Linked DNA regions of Mus musculus: region 1 is linked to region 2. Evidence: chromatin contacts called from public Hi-C data. All regions are on one chromosome and are shown on one strand. Each heading gives the region's core, a stretch centred on a gene start, on an enhancer-like site or on the middle of the called end of the contact. The rest is flanking DNA. Distances are from core to core; before and after follow the strand shown.

Region 1 (3,307 bases), core at 116-2,615, 310 kb before region 2:
GACAGTTCTTGAGTTAAATATGCATGGCCAGCAAGACACAGTCCACTGTGGAAGTGGTGATGTGTGTGTGGGGGGGGGGGGGGAGGGGTTATTCGTTACAAGGCAAAGAAAGTTGTATTTACCAAAAACCTTGGTGGAACCACAGGTAGGTATGGCCAGCAAGTGGGGAAACGCCCCTATAGATGGTGTCTGAGGACATTGTTAATACGATCTTGAGCTTCCCTCCAGTCAGCGTCCATAAATGCAGGCGCAGGGCTGGGCTCTGGAACCCCGTGGGAAATATCACCAGACAAATAGAATAATATTTGAGGGGGTCCAGAAGAAGGACTTGGGAGGAGAGACATGGTGGGGTTTGGGGGGGAAGGGCCAGAATCTTACAGCATCTCTAATTCCAAATCCTGAAACCAGGTGTATTTTGAAAGGCAGAACTCCCCAGATTTTATTTAAAAACAAAACAAAACAACAAAAAAAACCTTTAGAGTTGGGGGCATGACTCAATAAAGCGTTTGGTGTGGAAGCATGGAACCTTAGTCGGACCTCAAGATCTCCTGCACAGAACGCCAAGTTCAGTGACCCGATTCTAACCTGGAGCGTGGGACACAAAGGGCTCCCTGAGATAAGAAGAATCCCAGGATTGTCTGGTCAGCAAGTCTAGCCTAATCTGCCAGTCTCAGGTCTCACGGATAGATAGACCCTGCCTCAAAAACAAAATAAATAGTGGCTCGAAGAACAACCCTGCCCTACATACTTATGTAGACACGTACACATGGACATAAACTGAAAGCCAGAAAGCAAAGCAGTTCTCAACTTCTTGAGGCAGAAGGATAGCCTGAGTTACAAAGTAAGCCACTGGGGGTGGGAGGGGGAGGAGGAGGAGGAGGAAAGGAAGGAAGGGAGGGAGGGAGGGAGGGAGGGAGGGAGGGAGGGAGGAAGGAAGGAAGGAAGGAAGGAAGGAAGGAAGAAAGAAAGAAAGAAAGAAAGAAAGAAAGAAAGAAAGAAAGAAAGAAAGAAAGAAAGAAAGAAAGAAAGAAAGAAGAAGAAAGGAAGAGTCTGTGGACCCTGAACTTTCCACGGCCGAGATGGCCACATCTGTTGTATATTACATAGAGCCTTGGGGGTGTTGACTGCTCCAGTCTGCAGTCTAGCATGGATCTGTCTCTGAAGTAAATCTCTTCAACATTCTCATTAACTGGGGAAATTTGGATCATATCTGGGCCCCTCCCTGCCCCTCAGATAGCTCTCGTCAAGACTCAAACATCCTAAATTCCTTCATGGGTTCTGGATCGGAATTCCAAGCATGAAGCAGTGCCCAGAAGGAGGCTAGCTGCAAGCAGAGGTGGCGGCTAAGGGGTTTCCAGAGAGGAAAAGCAGCAGCCACCAGCCCGCAGGACGGACGTGGCGGGGCGAGCTGCACCCCCATCCACTGAGCGGGCGTTCCTAGGCTGCCTGCGCCCTGAGTCACCGGCCCGCGGCGGAGTGGAGCTCAGGAAGGTGGCGGGCCAAGGGCAGAGGGTGGGCGGCGGGCGGCAGGCGGCGGGTGGCAGGCGAGGGCACAGCCGAGGACAGCTCCGCATGACTCAGGGAGACCCCCGCGGGCAGCTGAGCATGCTGAGGAAACACACCGCCTATGTCCCAGCTCCTAGGGGAACGCCTCTCTGAGGCCAAGAGCTCTTCAGCAGCCTCCAAAGGGGACCACAGGAAAGAATGGCACACATTCGTTTCTGTGTATTCTGTGCCATCCTTTTCGATGTTTTGTTCTTAAGATGGGCTCACTTTGTAGAGCAGGCTGACCTTGAATGTCTGGTTCTCCTCTAGCCTCGACCTCCCATATGCTGGAATTACAGGCATGCACCTGGTTTAATTTTAATTTGTCTTTTACATAATACATCCATGCTTGGAAAATGTTGCACCCCTGTGTGTGAAAGCTTTGTAGCACTAGGGCAGGATAAAGGAAGGCATGAACAGGACATGGAGTGTAGACAAGCAGTATCAGCATTAAGTCTGGAGGATGAGAGAGCAATGTCTCAGGCCTGTAATCTCAGCACTGGGCAAAATAATTGCTACAGGTTCCAAGCCAGCCTGGACTCCACAGTGGGTTCCAGACTTGGTATCCAGAGTGAGATCCTCTCTCAAAATACATGGATGGATGGATGGATGGATGGACAGACGGATGAACAGACGGACGGACGGACGGACAGACGGATGGATGGATGGATGGATGGATGGGTGGATGGATGGATGGACGGGTGGACGGATGGACAGACGGACGGACGGAGGGATGGATGGATAGATGGATGGATAGATGGATGGATGGATAGATGGATGGATGGACGGATGGATGGGAAGGCAAGCTGGAGATGAGTAAGAATAGGTACGTGTAGGAATGCCACGGTGGAATACGTCACTTCATATGCTCTTAAGTATCAATTCAGTGGGGCAGGAGAGATGGCTCAGCAGTTGAGAGCGCTCGCTGCTCCTGTGGAGGACCCAGGTTCAGCTCCCAGCAATCACATGGACTCCTAGGCATCCGAAGTCATCTTCTGGGTGGGAGATACCCATACGTACATGGTGCTTATAAACTCACACAGGCTTACAGACATACAAACAAATAAGTTAATTAATTAATTAATGTTAAGAATTAATCTGGGGGCTGGAGAGATGGCTCAGCGGCTAGGAGCACTGACTGCTCTCCCAGAGGTCCTGAGTTCAATTCCTAGCAACCACCTGGTGGCTCACAACCATCTGTAATGGGATCCAATGGCCTTTTCTGGTGTGTCTGAAGACAATTATAGTGTACTCATATACATAAAGTAAATAAGTAAACCTAAAAATAATGAATTAATTCAAAAATTAAAGAAGGCTGTTTTGAAATGTTTTAATATGAATAAAAATCGAAGGTCTGCCCCCCCCCACACACACAAGACAGCATCTCCGTTCTTCTTACATGAGGCACACAGAGTGACCTTGTTCGCAGAGACCCAAGATAGAATGGTGGTCGCCAGCATAATCATCTAGCATGCAGTGTGTCAATGCAGCATTGAAAATGGATGGTGATAACAGTAGTGAGGGGGTGTTCGTGTGTGTGGGCACACACACACACACACACACAAACACACACACACGAGGGAGGAAGAGAGAATAGGGGTTAATTTAATAGCACCAACTGGGACTGGAGAGATGGCTCAGTGACTAAAAGCACTGACTGCCCTTCCGAAGGTCCTGAGTTAAAAAAAAAAATCCCAGCAACCACATGGTGGCTCACAACCATCCATAATGAGATCTGATGCCCTCTTGTTGTGTGTTTGAA
Region 2 (3,613 bases), core at 97-2,596:
TTTTTTTAGACAGAGTCTCATTAAGTAACCCTGGCTATCTTGGAACTTGTTCTGTGGACCAGGCAGGCCTCAAATTCACAGAGATCCTCCTGCCTCTACTTCTCGAGTGTCCAACATGCCCAGCCAATACATGTAATTTATTTATTTATTTTTGGATTTTCGAGACAAGGTTTCTCTGTAGAGCCCTGGCTGTCCTGGAACTCACTTTGTAGACCAGGCTGGCCTCGAACTCAGGAATCCGCCTGCCTCTGCCTCCTGAGTGCTAGGATTAAAGTCATGCGCCACCACCGCCGGGCAATACACGTAATTTTTAAAAAGAGAGACCGAGGCCTCTCTGTTGGTCGTGGTGTTCCTTGATTTACCAGCTAAGCGTTTTCGGGTGCTTTCAGGAGTGGAAGGAACTGTCCGTGAAACAGCCTCCCTCTGGATATGATGCTGTACTGGGCCCTTTGTGAAGGCTGAAGCCCAGAAAAGACCAGGCCTCTGGGACTCCACAGTTTCTCATTTGCAGAGGACTTGCTACACTTTCCCAGACCTCGTAGCTCCTTGAGGACAAACTGGTAGCTTTACATGGTCAGAGATAGACCCACACCTCTGTGTAGCCCATAGCCTTCCCTGTTAGCCAGTGCTTTGAGCCTGGCTGGTTCTACATCTTTTCTTTTCTTTTCTTTTCTCTTCTCTTCTCTTCTTTTCTTTTCTTTCTTTCTTTTCTTTCTTTCTTTCTTTCTTTTTTTTTTTTTTTTTTGAGACAGGGTTTCTCTGTGTAGCCCTGGCTGTCCTGGAACTCACTCTGTAGACCAGGCTGGCCTCGAACTCAGAAATCCGCCTGCCTCTGCCTCCCAAGTGCTGGGATTAAAGGCTTGCGCCACCACTGCCTGGCTCTACATCTTTTCTTGAAAGTCTTGTAGAGGACTCAGATTTGGCCAGGCCTAGAAGTGCTATAAAGTAGATTCTAGAAAATAATGGCTCGGTTGGCAACTTAGATTGTTAAAGGTGGCCGTTTCTTCATGTGCACTTGGGGGGCTGTCTATGGGTTTGAGTGGTACTTGGTTTCTGCCTTGCTGTGCTTTGAAAAGCCAGTGGGCCTTTGCTTCAGCCTCCTTTCTGGCAGGGCCTAATCTACTCATTGCCTGGGGTACAAAGGGGCTTTTGGGCCAGGCCAGGGCCAGCATCATCTGACCATCCTGCTCCCCACCAGCCGGCTCTGTTCCCCCCAGCTGGTTTCATTTGCTCTGGTCTGTCTGCAGTTTTCCCACAGGGAAAGCTGGAGGTTTCCATGGGTTGTCTGAGAGGTCCCTGGCACATTGCTGCAAAGCACAGAGGAGCTTAGTCAACAGCTGGAGAGGGAATGAGTCACCCGGGCTTGCTAGACAGGAACAGCTGGTTCTTACCCATCCCCTTCAAGCCGGCAGCCAAGAGCCTCCCCGTGCATGTGTTCCTTCAGGCTTCCAGCTAAAGGCAAAGTGACTGGCCATTTCTGCAGATGGAAGTCGAAGGCACTCAAAAGGGTAGCTGCTCATTTGGTTGCCATGGGAGCCTGCACTTCCCATGTGTCTTGATCGTTGTGAGCAAGCACCCTCCCTCCCTTTCTGCAGAACAAAACTGTATGATAATCAAGAAACCAGCCACTGGGAATGATGTACATGCTTATAATCCCAGTGCTTGGGAGGATCAGGAGTTCAAGGTCATCCTAGGCTATATAGTAACCCGAGCTAGCCTGGGCAGGTCCCTTCAGGCTCTGCTCACTATCTGTTGCAATAAAAGTGTGAGGAGCCAGCACTTGGGAGGCAGAGGCAGGCGGATTTCTGAGTTCGAGGCCAGCCTGGTCTGCAAAGTGAGTTCCAGGACAGCCAGGGCTATACAGAGAAACCATGTCTCAAAAAACTAAAAAAAAAAGGTGTGAGGATCGGGCTGGCGAGATGTCTCAGCGGTTAAGAGCACTGACTGCTCTTCTGAAGGCCTTGAGTTCAGATCCCAGCAACCACATGATGGCTCACAACCACCCATAATGAGATTTGACTCCCTCTTCTGGTGCATCTGAGGACAGCTACAGTGTACTAATGAATAATAATAAATTAATTTAAAAAAAAAGTGTGAGGATCCAGTCTGAGCCCTGCCATACACCAGAGTTGCTCTATCCCCAGAGATTGTGATTGCACCCATTCCGAGGAGGTGTGTGGGCAGCTCTGTGGAGGGAGGTTGAGGGCAGCTTGGCTAGATGGACTTCCATTTACCCTCAGCTGATTCTGACAGGTGACTGTTGGTGGCTTTGTTTTTGTGTGGGAAGCTGGCCCTTACCTCTCCACTCTAGACTGCTGTTCAGGAAGAGGGACAGATGTTCCTCGCTTTAGAGCAGGACTTCCTTGTTTTCCACCCAAATCCCCTTTTCACCAGAATGTGACTCTGGGTATGTGGATGTTAGTGGTAATCATCAAGGAATTGATTTTAAACCAGGTGGTGGTGGCGCACGCCTTTAATCCCAGCACTCAGGAGGCAGAGGCAGGTGAATCTGAGTTTGGAGTGAGCATGGTATATAGAATACATTGCCGGACAGCCAGGGTTACACAAGAGAATACCTGTTTTGAAAAAGCAGGTAGGTTTAAGGGCAGGCACAGTTGCTAAGCAAGTAAAGATGCTTAGAACACTTTGGCATACACAAATCTGTACACCAGCAGCTATACTGTTTTTACATAAATATATGTGTGAGTGCCATATATGCATGTATGCCAGGTTTGTGCCTGGTACCTGCAGGAGCCAGAAGAGGGTGGCAGATTCCTGGAACTGGAATTACGAATGGTTATGAGCCACCATGTAGGTGCTAGGAATCGAAACTGGATCCTCTGCAAGAGCAGCAAGTGTTCAAAAAACCACTGAACCATCTCTCCAGCCCCTTTCTGGCTTTTTTTTTTTTTTTTTTGAGTCAGGATCTTGCTATGTATACCAGACTGGCCTCAAACTTATAACAAATGCCTTGCCTTTTGAGTGCTGAAATATGCCTCACCCAGGAAGAATTAAATCAAGGTTGAGGGCCATTTCAGAAAGTGTTGGAAATTCTGCTCTAATTCTAAGTCCAAAATAATTTGATTTTTTTTTTTTTAATGAAATTCAAGTCAGCAACTCAGACAGTAATTTCAAAATCAAACATTCGGGTACTATACTCCAACCATTCACTAATTTCATCCTTAAATGCTAAAGAATGGCAGAGGAGAAATACTCTTTCCTTTCTGTAATTAAACCACTGTGTTTCTGTACGAGTAGGTAATTTTGTGCACGGAGGGAAAACACTGTAATTCCTAACACAGTAGTCTCCCATAGGTGCTTCCAGCAGTGTTTGCTGGCATTGGATAGCAGCATGGCACTGGTTGTGAAGTCATGGCATGGCCAAGAGCTACCAGACACACATGAGCCATTTTGAGAGTTGTTTAAGTGAGTGTTTGGGTGTACATATGGAGACCAGAGAACAACTCTCAGGAGAGGTGGTTCTCTCCTTCCACCACGTGGGTCCCAGGGATCAGACTCAGGCAGTCAGGTGACAGTAGGCACCTTTGCCTGCTAAACCACCTCACTGGTCCTCTGACCCATCTCGTAGTTTTGTTTTGCTCACTTTTAGAAA

The links. Hi-C and Micro-C count contacts between places; a contact is called where the count stands out from the background.
Region 1: a contact with region 2 is called in a Hi-C map of the C2C12 cell line, with 1.8 times the contacts expected there. The contact joins two enhancer-like sites. A contact is called at or near these places in 1 of 484 Hi-C or Micro-C datasets (the C2C12 cell line) and 1 of 9 other capture datasets (adipose tissue).

Annotation. Positions count from the first base shown.
Region 1 is chr11:103,310,364-103,313,670 of GRCm38.p6, reverse strand. No RefSeq gene overlaps it. Among named protein-coding and RNA genes, the nearest start is that of Arhgap27os3, 33 kb to the left of the region's middle. Within about 2 kb of position 1,365, at least 174 of the 459 cell types and tissues checked have an H3K27ac peak or open chromatin away from gene starts, as enhancers often do. A contact at or near this core is called in the C2C12 cell line and adipose tissue, where this site is marked.
Region 2 is chr11:103,001,199-103,004,811 of GRCm38.p6, reverse strand. All of the region lies in intron 1 of Dcakd (dephospho-CoA kinase domain containing), which reads left to right. Among named protein-coding and RNA genes, the nearest start is that of Mir6931, 3.1 kb to the right of the region's middle. Within about 2 kb of position 1,346, at least 134 of the 459 cell types and tissues checked have an H3K27ac peak or open chromatin away from gene starts, as enhancers often do. A contact at or near this core is called in the C2C12 cell line and adipose tissue, where this site is marked.